Linked DNA regions of Mus musculus: region 2 is linked to region 1. Evidence: chromatin contacts called from public HiCAR-type data. All regions are on one chromosome and are shown on one strand. The core of a region is the stretch at or near the end of the contact, and the rest is flanking DNA. Distances in the headings are between cores, read along the strand shown. Region 1 holds the start of Tmem72 (transmembrane protein 72). Region 2 has its middle 15 kb from the start of Gm36788.

What was found. HiCAR-type assays count read pairs that join an accessible place to other places.
Region 2: a HiCAR-type map of kidney shows a contact between it and region 1, with 2.4 times the contacts expected there. The contact joins the enhancer-like site here to the promoter of Tmem72 in region 1. A contact is called at or near these places in 6 of 39 promoter capture datasets (the C10 cell line, cranial neural crest, epiblast stem cells and 3 more), 1 of 15 datasets of contacts at CTCF or cohesin (pro-B cells), 7 of 484 Hi-C or Micro-C datasets (the C10 cell line, bone marrow-derived macrophages, macrophages and 3 more), 3 of 115 datasets of contacts at active chromatin or transcription factors (bone marrow-derived dendritic cells, embryonic stem cells and kidney) and 3 of 9 other capture datasets (adipose tissue, liver and pancreatic islet).

What each region holds. Positions count from the first base shown.
Region 1 is chr6:116,714,415-116,720,593 of GRCm38.p6, reverse strand. It overlaps Tmem72 (transmembrane protein 72), which reads left to right and starts at 3,836. Exons shown (of 5, transcript NM_178768.4): 1 at 3,836-4,086. The coding sequence starts at 4,017.
Region 2 is chr6:116,756,758-116,762,936 of GRCm38.p6, reverse strand. No RefSeq gene overlaps it. Among named protein-coding and RNA genes, the nearest start is that of Gm36788, 15 kb to the left of the region's middle. Within about 2 kb of position 2,611, at least 1 of the 459 cell types and tissues checked has an H3K27ac peak or open chromatin away from gene starts, as enhancers often do. A contact at or near this core is called in kidney, where this site is marked.

The sequences.
Region 1 (6,179 bases), core at 2,587-5,086:
CGAGGAAGGATATGAAATATCAATGAGTTATCTGCATCAGCCCAGACACCACCCCCAGGACATCTCTGGGTTTGAGTTATGCCCTAGATCTTCCCACTGCTTTCCCAAGGCTTCCTCAAGCCCAGTGGCTAATGATTAGCACATATATTTCATCCTCTCCTCACTCCTCAAGATCTCCAGAGTCACTCCTAACATCTGGAAATTCTGTGCCCCTGTCAGTGATGTGCAATTTATGTCCATCCCATATGGCTGGGATGTCTGAAAATCACCCCCGTATAGTAACAAACAGAAGCCCCAGACAAAGCCATGAGGGAACCCCATCCTGACGGCTGGGGCACTACTCCTGTGGACCACCTCCAGAGAAGATGCGCATCCCCACTGAATCAAACTCCAACTCCTCAATTCTAGGAGCAGAAAGGCTCTCGATGATGCTGATCTCAGACAAAATCTTTCTGAGTCATCTCCACTGTTCTGTGAAGAGTTCCCTCTCGCAAGGCAGTTCCATGATAAAGCATCTATAAATCTAACGCTGAGAAAGCAGCTGAAGGCCTGAGCCAGAGGCCTGACCAGATTCAGTGTCCCCTCGTATCCTTCCTTTGTGATCTGAGGGTAAGAAGGGGGTTTTGTATGTATGCAGCACTGACTCTCAGGTACGCAGGCACATTATGTAAGCATCAACTCTCACAATGAAAACAAACATTGCTGCTACTTTCACGAGCCTTGGAGCCAGGACAGGTTTTTGCCAAGTGCTTAGATTACAACGAGAATAATTTTAAAATCTATAACCATCATTGCTCAACTTCACCACACTGCTTTTCTTCCTGGCCTGGGAGCCAGAGGCCATTGACAGACCAACCAGGAGAGTGAAGTTTGACATAAGACAGAAAGCCCCAGATCTCTTCCTTGGTGTATTCCAGGGGCCTTGAAAAAAAAAAAGTGTCTTATGGAAGTCCTCACAGGATTCACCTGTGAGGAAGCAGGTGAACAGTTGCTTAGAATCACAGATTTCTCACTCTGAGTAATCCAGAGATTTCAAATTGTCCACACATCCTTACCGTAGGATTCATGTGGGCTTCAGTCCATTCATTGCTTCCCACAATGCCTACCTACTCCTGGGTGATCAGTTGCTAGAACATATTTCACTGCTCAAAGCTCATGGCTCTCCAGTTCAATGTCTACCCATTGTATTTCACAGGACAAAAATCATTGGACTTTTATTTTTTTACATGCTATCACGGTCCTGAGCAGTGGGGCCTACCTGGCATACTCTACATGACTCCCTGCTGTAATAAGACCCTCTGTCACCTGAAGGACTTTCCCAGGCTCTACATGGGTGCCGAATCTCTCTCCACTTCAGGTTTGCTGCCTTCCTTCCTTCCCTCCCTCCTCTGCCCTTTGATAGCCTGTGGAAAGTGAAACTCCGGGGCCTTCTGCTAAGTGCTGTTTTCTGCTGGGCACATTAGTGAGGCCGGGTCAGATGTGCACGTCCAGGGCCTCACTTCCTTCTCCAAGTCCTATTTTAGGGCCTAGCCACTGCTTCCCAGAAGTCTTTTCTCTAGACTGTAAGATATCTGGGGAGCTTTGCCAAGACAGACTTCTCTCTGTCCCTTGGGACTCTACAAATGGGGTTAATGGTCCTTTGCCCACTCTGTGGTTTCTTCTAAAGGGGCTCACACTGGGATTCCTCTTCCATCTGCTTCTGAAATGGACTCTGCCTTCTTCACCTCATCAGCTCAATGCCATTTTCCAGATCTCTGTAAAGGGCAGCTCGGTGAAACAGGGCACCCCTGGGTTTTGAGGAATGCCCTAACTTTTTCATCTTTAGTTCTTAGTTCTCTACCTGTCCCACTGTGAGCTTAGAGCACAGAGAAAATCCTGATTAGGAAAGGAGCTAGGAATTGAGCCTATTCAGACACAACCCATTCTGTCAGGCAGCGTACATTCTGCGTACATTCTGCTGTGACCTGAATCCTGCTGTGACCCCTGGAAGCCTCCTGTGACGATATGACAAAGCACCTCTGGAAGGTTTAGCAGCCCCAAAGTCATCTCACAGCTGCTTGTTGTCTCATGAGACAGGCCCCACCCAGCCACTCCTCATCCGGACTAGGAGATCCATAGAGGCATAGCTCACCCTGTCCTTGAGCCCCTTGTTAAAAATAAGGGGGACTTCCCCCAAAATCCCAGAAGCATGTGCCACAAATTTGGGCTTTTGGCCCAAAATTGGGTCACCTGCTCATTCCCAAAGATTTGACTGAGGAGGAGAAGCCATGGTCGTGTCTTCTAGAGTCCATGTCTTCTGAGCATTTGAGCATGGGGGGGTATGAGACACAAAGAAAAGAAGCCACTGTGGTTCAGGAAAGGCCAGTGACAGCTATGGTGTGATGGGGTCTCCCCAGTCTACTCAGAGAAAGGCTACTCAGTCTTCCCAAAGAAGGCTGTAAGCCACAGAGCTATTGTGGCCCAGGTCCCAGCTCCTTCCTCAGATCAACTCAGTGTCTACCACAGAAACACTCTAGCATGCAGTTAGCACAGCGGGTGCTGGCTGCCCAGACATGCGGCATTTCAGGGAGGTTCAAGTAGATAAAACTCAGGTAATAGATAAATAACCCGATAAGACACAGTCTGTTCAGTGAAGAAGTAAATAAACGAAGTCATACTCCACAAGTGCTCCGCACGCTCCTCTGTGTGTGTGGTGTGTGTGTGTGTGTGTGTGTGTGTGTGTTGCTCGAGATGAGACCCAGGGTCTCACACATGATAAGCACTGAATGATACATTTCTAGACATCGTTTTAAGTATCATATGAGCACAGAGGTTCTTACAAGAGAGGGTGGGTTATGGAATACAAATCAATGGTCAAGCCATAATAATCTTCATAGTAAAATATGGCCACTCATTAAACAGCAAAGAAAGAAACAGTATTAGGTGGAGGTTTCTGCTGGTATTAGGGTTGGCCAATCTGCCCGTTCATTTGGTTGTTGTCTTTCATCCCACGTGAGCAGACTAGGAAGAGATTTCAGAGAATGCCTGATAGGAAAACCAAAACACAGTACTGTTTAATCCGCTAGGTCGGTTGTAACGTAAACGCCGGCAAAGCCCACCTAGGGCCGGCCTCAGAGGCTGAGCGTGTCACGGGGTTCTTGGGCACTTTTCTGTTTTGAGAACACCGGTATAGTTACATTTCTTCTGTACTTTCTGTCACAGTTACTGAGGCTCCCAGACACCTCTGGGTTTCCCCCAAGGTCACCCAGTTAATTGTTCACACAGCATACACCGTGATTTCTCACATCTCATATCCCGGATGCTTGTAAGGAACAGAGGAGGGTCTCCACGTGCTGCCATCTGAACCAAGAAGGTCAGAGTTCAAATCTACCAGATTCGGAAATCTTTTCAACCCACCTATACACAGAAGGAAAGAGCTTGGAACTCATTTGCTAAGTGGCTACCAGTGGAGATTTAGAAACACATTTGTTCTATCTCTGTCTCCGTCTCTACTCTTCTTCCCTAGCCCAGATCTGCGTGTGCCCTGTCTCCTCTTTGGACCCCCAGCAGGTGTGAGGTGAGGGGGGGGTGACTTTCTTGGAACAGCCTCCTAGGGAAGGGCTTGGCCTCTAGCTCTCCTGTTCCCTCCTCCCAGACAGAAACAGCTAATTGCCAACTCCAGGCTGCCTCCTGCCCAACCCTAATCGGTATGATCTCAGGCAGCTGCACCGGAGCCGGAGCCGAAGCCGCTCCAGGCTAGGCCAGGGCTACGTGGAGCAAGGAGAGCATTCTCCCAAGATAATGATTAAACTGAGCAGCACTTGGCATGGGCTGCTAAGCTAGGGAGGGGAGCCCTATTCACACCTCAGCCAGACAGCGGAGGCCAGAGCTAGTTCAGGGAGGCTGAGCCCAAGGCCCAGGGGGCCCCCCAGCCAGCCCCCGCAGCCTCCTGCTTGTGAGGAGCATCCAGAGCATCTCAGATACAGAGGCATCTTCGCAGCCTGCCCTTCTGGGACTCTGTTCACACCCCTGGCACCATGAAGCTCCAGGTATTCTGGACTGGACTGGAGTATACCTGCCGGCTCTTGGGCATCGCTACGGCTGCAGGTAAGATCCTACCCCTCATCTACCAACTCCTTGCTCAGAGGCCCTATGGGGAAGGCTACTAGAGAAATGGCTTCTAGCCAGGGGACGGTGGGCACATCTGGCCACATCTCTCCTTCAGTTTCTCTTTTGAGTTCCTCAGAAACCCTGAACTTTGGGAAAATGGCAGGTGTGGAGTGAGCCTTAGGCAGATAGAGAAGAGCCTTGGGTCTGGTGCCGATACTCAGTGGCATCCCACCCCCACAAGACCTTTAAGAACCTTCAGCATCCCTATCACTGAAATGAGCTGACAGGTGTGCCTCTTGCCCTCAGAGGGTTGTGAGGAGAGCTTGTTGAGCTGGGGACTAGAGGTGAAGGTATACAAGGCTGGAAAAAAATGTGAGAATCGTAGCATTGTGTAGCTAATTAGAGTGCTCAGCTATTCACCTTGCTTTGTTTGACAATAGTCCTATCTTCTGCAGAGAGAATCCCATTAATGGGGCAACTCTATCCTCAGGAGACCTGATAGGTAGAAAGATGGCAAGCTTCCACGGTGCCCTCCCCACACCCTTCTGGAAAAATGCATTGTTGAAAACCAGCCTCTTTGGTATGAGCCATCTACAGGAGCATAGCGTGAGGCTTAGAAGACCAGAAATCACCTGAGCAGCTCAGCTGACTGGAATTTCAGATAGTTAGCAAAGAATTGGCCCTAACCCTGAGCCCCACCGATGCAGAAGGGGCAGAGCCTATACTGAGGGACTGAAGAGCAATGTTCTGAGCTCTTAGCTCTGTACACCAAATCCCTTGGGGAAATAAAAAAAAATACACACTAAATCCTTCTTTGCATCTGGACAAAAGCTTTCTCAAGAGTCTCTCCCAACTGAAAGGCTTCTCTCCAGTTCAAACCAAAGCAATAGGACCCAAGCCTCAGGCTTCTCGTGCTTGTACAACCTTGGTCCAACTCTGTGGAGCCCTGAAGCTGTGTTTCCTGACCTCTGTAATGGATGGATCTGGCAGACTCGGTGCTTGGTAAAACAACATGTGAGTGGTGGTTCTTGGTAGATGTCCTTGTGATAAATCCATGGTCAGTGGAGATCCAGATCATTTCTGGGGTGCTAGGATGAGTTCATAGTCAACCAGCTGTTAGGCTCTTCTGGCACTGTGGCTATGAATCAGAGCAGACAAGGTCAAATTCCAGCCCTCCTGCTATGAGATGGAGAAAATGAATTCAGATTAGAGTGTGACCTTGCCAAGGTCACACAAGGGGTTGGCGTAGCAGTATTCCTGGATTTTCCCAGCAGCTTTCCCTGCATCCCTAGTCTAATGGAAAGGCCAGCTCTAGCTTCCTTCAAGAGCCCAATGCATTTACATGTAGGTAATGATCACAGGGCCCCCAAGGTGACCCTAAATAGATCTCCATGATGAGAGTGTGAGTTACTGTTGACTACTGCTGGTCCAAGTCTACTGAGTTCCTTCTATGCAATGAGTTTTAAATGCATACATTGTACCCTTTAGGCTACCAGAAATCTTACAACTAGAACTCAGCCATACTCCATTCACCCTGGGCAACTACCTCCCTCCTGCCAGGAAGCTGCTTAAGGTGCACACATCTATCTTTCTAATGGATTAGTGGGTCTACCTTACCTCGACCTAAGGACTGCCTTTCATTCCACACCCTTCCGCACATGTGCACACCAAGGCATATTGCACATCTTAACCACAACCTTCATCTCTGCTAAGAAGCTGCTGTTAATACTGAAGATGAGCCTCCTCCTGCTTGGCTGTGATACAAGATCCAAGCTAAAAATAGACCACAGTTGCTTTCTAAAGGCCAAGCTTTCAAAGAATATCCCTTGGGTTCACCAGAGTGCTGGGGCAAGTGGGAAGCCAGAGAGGGGCTCCAGTGCTCTCCAGTGCTCTCCGGTTCAGATCTCGGGTTTCTCTCGACATCACTGGCCTTTGGGCCTCTGTCCAGTACATGAGGTTTACAGATTCCTTGTCCCCTTAAGCATCTTTTGTTGAAATCCTCTGTTGCAAAGTCTGGGACCCATTATAGGAACATTGCTGCTACAAGGGAAATGAGCCTTAAAACTGAGACTGGTACTTTGCAGAAACCC
Region 2 (6,179 bases), core at 1,362-3,861, 44 kb before region 1:
GAAAATCCATAGATTCATTGGCAGGGAAAACATACTTTGTTTGGGTTAACTGACTTCCGTGAAGCCATACAGAGGATAACAGTGTAAGGATTTCCATTAAAACCCATCTGGTTTTTCCCTACCCATTGAAAGCTAGAATTTTTCAATAAAGAGGCTTTAATGAAAAGGGATGATCTACAACCAAATGACTGTTGAAATCGGGTGTATCTATGAAATGCCAAATCCCTTATTAATTCTCTAAGCCCTTGGTTGAAATTAATTTTCATGTTTGCACTAATTCCTGCCTGTGGACAGCAGCCAGTTGAGGCCCAGCTAGACTCATGTCATGAACTTGAGCTTAAGCAAGTAAGGAGATCTCAGAGATCAGAATCTCATGTTGTCTCCAAAGATCTCCAGGGAAACAGAGCTCCTAGGAAACTCTTGTATGCATGAGAAGAAAGGAGACGGAGGCGGGGTTTATGCACTGCTGGGACTGGCTGCGAGGCAGACCTTGGGAAGCAGACCAGTGAGTGGACTGGATGCTTTGGCAGGAAGTTACCCACAGTCTTGAACTCCAGAGCAGTCTGGAGGCAGAAGCTCTAGAGGACCACCTTACTTCTGTTAAGTTCTTCAGTGGACTAGATGAGGCTACTTGCATTATAAAAAATATTCTTTAAATCTTAAAAATATATCTTCACAGCAACCTATAAACTAGTGTTTGGCCAATCACTAGGACATTATATCCTAGCCATTTTGATTCATAAAATTAACTATCATGCTATCAGAGACCAGGAAGACAAGGTAGTAAGACCCCTACATCCAGGTTTAACCCACTATGGACTGAAAATATGTATTTGAAAACTGTATGTTTTGAGCATGCACAGACCTCCTTCCCTGCCAGTATCCCCTAGATAATAGAGCACAACTATTTGCATGGCACCTGTATCACATTACATTATAATTATGATCATATACAGATGATTTTAAATATGCACGAGAATCTACATAGGTTACACTCAAATGTGACATCATTTTATGTAAATGACTTGAGCCTCTGTGATGCTTCTATGAGAAATGTCCCTCTAGAATTGAGTATTTGAAAACTTGGTTCCTAGGTGATGGTGCTGTTTGGGGAGATTTAAGAGGTCCAGCTTTACAGGACGAAGGACATCACTGAGGACAGCCCTTGCCCTACTTCCAGTTCCCTCTCTGCTTCATTCTTACACTAAGAGATCGGAGCTCTCAGCTTCCTGCTCCTGCCCCCATGCTTGCCCTTTGCTGCCACGCCTCCCTCCATGATGGATCCAAAGCCCTCTGGAACTGTGAGTCAAATGGTTCCTTCCTGCCACAAGTTGCTTTGGGCCACGTGTGTTTTATCACAGCAACAGAAAAGTAACTAATACAGCATCCTTGTGTTGAAGTGTTTACTTTCAAGATGTGAACGTATTGGAAGCAGTCTCCCGCAGATACGAGGGCTGGCTTCACTCCGTTAGCAGCAGTCCTCACACTGAGCTTGTAGCACACTGTCTGGAGAGCTCCATCCTCAACTTCTGGAATAGATGAACAAGACTACCTTGGTAAAAAGAAGTTCTCTGTGATACTTACAGCTTTGAGCCAGCAACTGCACTGAGAACCTCTACTGGGTGATGTCATCACTCCCTTATCCTAAAGGATGACATGAAGCATCATGAAAATTATCATACAGATGCACTTTTTTTAAAAAATTGTATCCTCTTCATGACAGTCTGAAGATTTACTAACTTCTAAGTTAGCAACAAGAGGCAATCTAAAAAGAAAAAAAAAAAAAGAGGCAATCTTTCGAGCCCTCACAAAAATATCCATCCAGACTTGAGCTCCTTATAAGGTGATATTTAAAAATATATTTTTATGCATTTAAGTTATATCCCGATGTAACAGAGACATGTCACCTTGGTTTGCTTGGGAGAGGCTGAACATAGTGTATATCTCTAAGACTTGGACCGTCTGGGTTGGGAGAGTTCTCCATTCTCATGATTGGTACAAGTAGGTAAAGTCAAAACCCTTCATTCCTTTATTCCTGCCCACCAATTCTCAGTATTCACACCTGTGAGATGGGGGCATTAACGTGGGTTGTTTCCTGCTTAGTTATTCTTCTACATGGGTCTTTTTTCTTTGTTTCGTTCAGTTTCACACAGAACATGTAGACAATGCTGTCCGGAGTCAAAACCTAGCTGTGTGAATCCACAATGCCGAGACTTCAGTAGGGATTTCAGCGACAGTGTGCAAACTTCGAGACCCCATTGTGAAGTTCCATGAGTCCTAAATTGTAGACAGAATCTTTGAGGAATATATGATGGTACCATTGCCAGTATAAGTATTATGCACATCTGTTATGTGAAGAATACCCACAGTGCTCAGGTCCCTTATGTGCAAATTTCCCGAGCTGTGTCATTAAGGTTATTTTCTGGCTTCAGAAAAATAAATCAATAAACAAACAATAAAACGGAAGGTCTCTTCAGCTTCAGCAAAACCGTTCCCACGTCAGTTAATCTGGAACTGAATGTCACCTTGAATTCCTCCAAGCCTGGCAGGGCCCCATGCAAGGGTGATTTGCATTCCATGGAGAAAAGCAGCTTCGGGTGCTAGAAAAATCAGCCATCGTAGAGCAAAGATCACACTGGATGTGTGCTCAGATGGTGAAGGAAAGTCAAGGGTCACTGGTCAGAAGCTCAAACACCTTACTTATCCTTCTATCAGTAAGAAATGCCACCAATTTGTGTAACAACAACAAAAAAAAAACCACCTTTATATGCCATGAAACTGATTTGCATTGAACCAGTCAGGACTTAGAGATCAACACCAATACTCAGTTCTTACCTGGGGGTTAACGTACTAAAAATTGTAACCTTCAACTTGAATCCAGAAAAGAAAAGAGGAGGTCTCTCTACTATACTCTGAGGGCTCTGTGATAAGGGGAAGGGGGTCTCTCTATCCTGAGGACTCTATGATGCGGGTGGGGGGGGTCTCTGTACTGTATTCTGAGGGCTCTGTGCTTTGGCCAGATATAATTCTTTCTAGACCCTTGTTTCCTCCTCAGTAAACAAGGTTACAATTCCCAGCCTTGTGTCATTATTTTTAAAAGCTATTAAAAAAAAAAAGACCAACAATAGACAAGTGGGACCATATAAAACTAAAAATAAGTTTCTATACAGCAAAATACATCCACAGAGTTCAATAGATGCCTAAAGAGGCAGCCTACCAAATGTTAAAAAAAAAATGTCTTATGACTAGCATTATACATCTGACAAAAATCTATCTGAATATACAAAGAACTCAAAGTACTGAATATCAAGAAAATAAATAACCTAATTATAATATAGTGCAAAGAACTAAAAAAAAATTAAAAAAAAAAAGAGTTTTCAAACTATGCTGGCTAGTTTTTACATTAACTTAACACATATTCCCAATTTTTTTAATTAGGTATTTTCCTCGTTTACATTTTCAATGCTATCCCAAAGGTCCCCCATACCCACCCACCCCCAATCCCCTACCCACGTACTCCCCCTTTTTGGTCCTGGCGTTCCCCTGTACTGGGGCATCTAAAGTTGGTAAGTCCAATGGGCCTCTCTTTGCAGTGATGGCCGACTAGGCCATCTTTTGATGCATATGCAGCTAGAGATGAGAGACAGAAAAGGAATGGATCCAGATAGGAAGGGAGGTGGGGGAGGAACTGGGAGGAGTAGAAGAAAGGAAAACCATAATTATAATTATAGTTATACCATGCAAGAAAAAATGTCACAATAAAAGTAAAAAATAAATTAAAAGAGAGAGGGAGAGAGGAAAACAGCCATTTGGAAACTATTACTTTTTTGTTTGTTTTGTTTTGTTTTTTTGTTTGTTTGTTTTTCAAGTCAGGGTTTCTCTGTATAGCCCTGGCTGTCCTGGTACTCATTTTGTAGACAAGGCTGGCTTCGAACTCAGAAATCCACCTCCCAAGTGCTGAGATTAAAGGTGTGCACCACCAGGAAACTATTACTATAGAAGCTTTCTAAAATATATACATATATAAAAAGGAAGTTTAATGAGACTAACCAAAAGTGGACTCATAGATCCCCAAGCATTTACACGTTAGTGCTGATACTCTTGATTGACTTCCAGATCTTGTCAGTAAGATGATGCTGATGAAGACATCACACTTTGGACTTGCAGAACATGGAGAAATCAGGCTAGTCCTCATTTGGAAGCTTTATCTCTGCTTTCATAGTGCAGGGAGAGGGTATTCGTGCTACAAAGTGAGAAAAGTCAGCATCAGTCTCATCCATCTATGAACCATGCAAGCTACAGTAGTGAGTGGCCTAATATGATAGGCCTACCCAGCGCAATAATGGCATGGACATTATGGAAGTAACCAACACTCTGATCACATATAAGGCCTGCTTCATGAGATGGAACTCATTTCTGTCACTGTTAATGGGGCCCAAAACATGTGACTAAATAGGTTAGTATTCCTAGTCCTAGGGGTGAATCCACTAATGGATCCACTTAGTGCTAAGATGACCCCTAATGATGTATCACCCATAGAGGGATGCATCCCTAAACCCTCTGATGATCAGAGAAACAGTGATCACAGAAACATTCAACAGGAAGCCATGCAGAAAATAAGAAACTATGGTGTGAAGGAACTAGTATCAGCAAAAGACACCCCCACAAGACCAAGTTCTCCCCACAAAGGAGATTTATTTGCCCCCAGAGAGACAAAGAACAGGAAATAAGGACAAAGGAGATAGAAGATGAGGAAGGAAGGGAACTGAACAAGCAAAGGGGGAGATATTTGTCCCCAGCGGACAAACTGCCTCTGGATAGAGAGGAAGCAGATGTGGCCCATAGGCAATAGCAGTTTATAAAGGGAAAAAGGGAAACCCTGCGTAGGAATGAGGAGTTTAATTTTGATTGGACAGGTTTATTTAAGACAGCCACAATGGAGGCTTTTGATTGTTGAATTTCAATACTCTGATAGATGGACTTTGGTGGTCAGCCTCAGGAGGAGTTAGTGGCCATATAAGAGAATAGAACTTGGTGGCTAGCTTTAGGAATGAAATCTAGTGGGTGTTTAGCAAAGCAAAGGGGATAGAGGAGAACAAGAAGGCTAGAGTCCCTTCACAGGGACTAATTAGAATTATATATATTCTCAAAGCCCCCAAGCTCATGGAATGTCACAAAAGAGAAGATATAAAGATTGTAAGAGATATACATGGAGGCTTACTTCAAGGAAATAGTTTTCCAGACACAACAGGACAGTTGCATGTGTGAATGAACTCATAGCAATTGTGACAATATTCACAAAAATTGTACATGCTCTAGCCATTCAGTGATGGAGGTGGACTAAAAATCTCACCAGTAGCTGTAGAGCTGTTGATATTGGATAGCATCCAAGAGGAAGAAACAATGTGGTGCTTGATAGCTCAATCACACTCCAGGCAGGTCTTGCTTCCAAGGGTGGCTCACACAACTAGACTCAATAGGAGAAAAAAAAATCAAAGAAAACTCAAAATTGCATGGGTAATGAGGTGAATGTGGAGTCAGTAGACATGGGAGGAGTTGTGTGGTGAATATGATCAAAATATACTGTGTGAAATTTTCAAAGATTTAATAAAATATTATTTTAAAAATAAAGAGATACATATACTTGTTTAAAAGCAGAACATAAATTTGACATGGTGTACTTTCCATTTCTTTTTTTTTTTTTTTTTTTTTTTTTTTGGTTTTTTGAGACAGGTTTTCTCTGTCCTGGAACTCACTTTGTAGACCAGGCTGGCCTCGAACTCAGAAATCTGCCTGCCTCTGCCTCCCAAGTGCTGGGATTAAAGGTGTGCCACCACGCCCGGCTTTTTTTTTTTTTTTTTTTTTTTTTGTACTTTCCATTTCTACCAGAGACAACTCTAAACTCAGTCCAGAGACAGACAGAAACAGCAGAATCCATGCAGTGAGTGCTGCTAAAAGCTGTCTTCAACTTCCCTTTACCTCAGGTGCATGGCCTCCCACCTGTTCACTGCCCTGGCTCAAATCCCTCCCTTTTTGTCCTTCCACTCCACTCCTCTAAAGTTGACTCTTCTTTTGTTAAGATGCAGTGTGTGAAGTCCTACCCAAAGTAGGGCCCCTACTCTCTGGTTTATGTTGAGGATCCAATGCCTGTCCCCCATCACCCAGTAGCATAGGCAAGT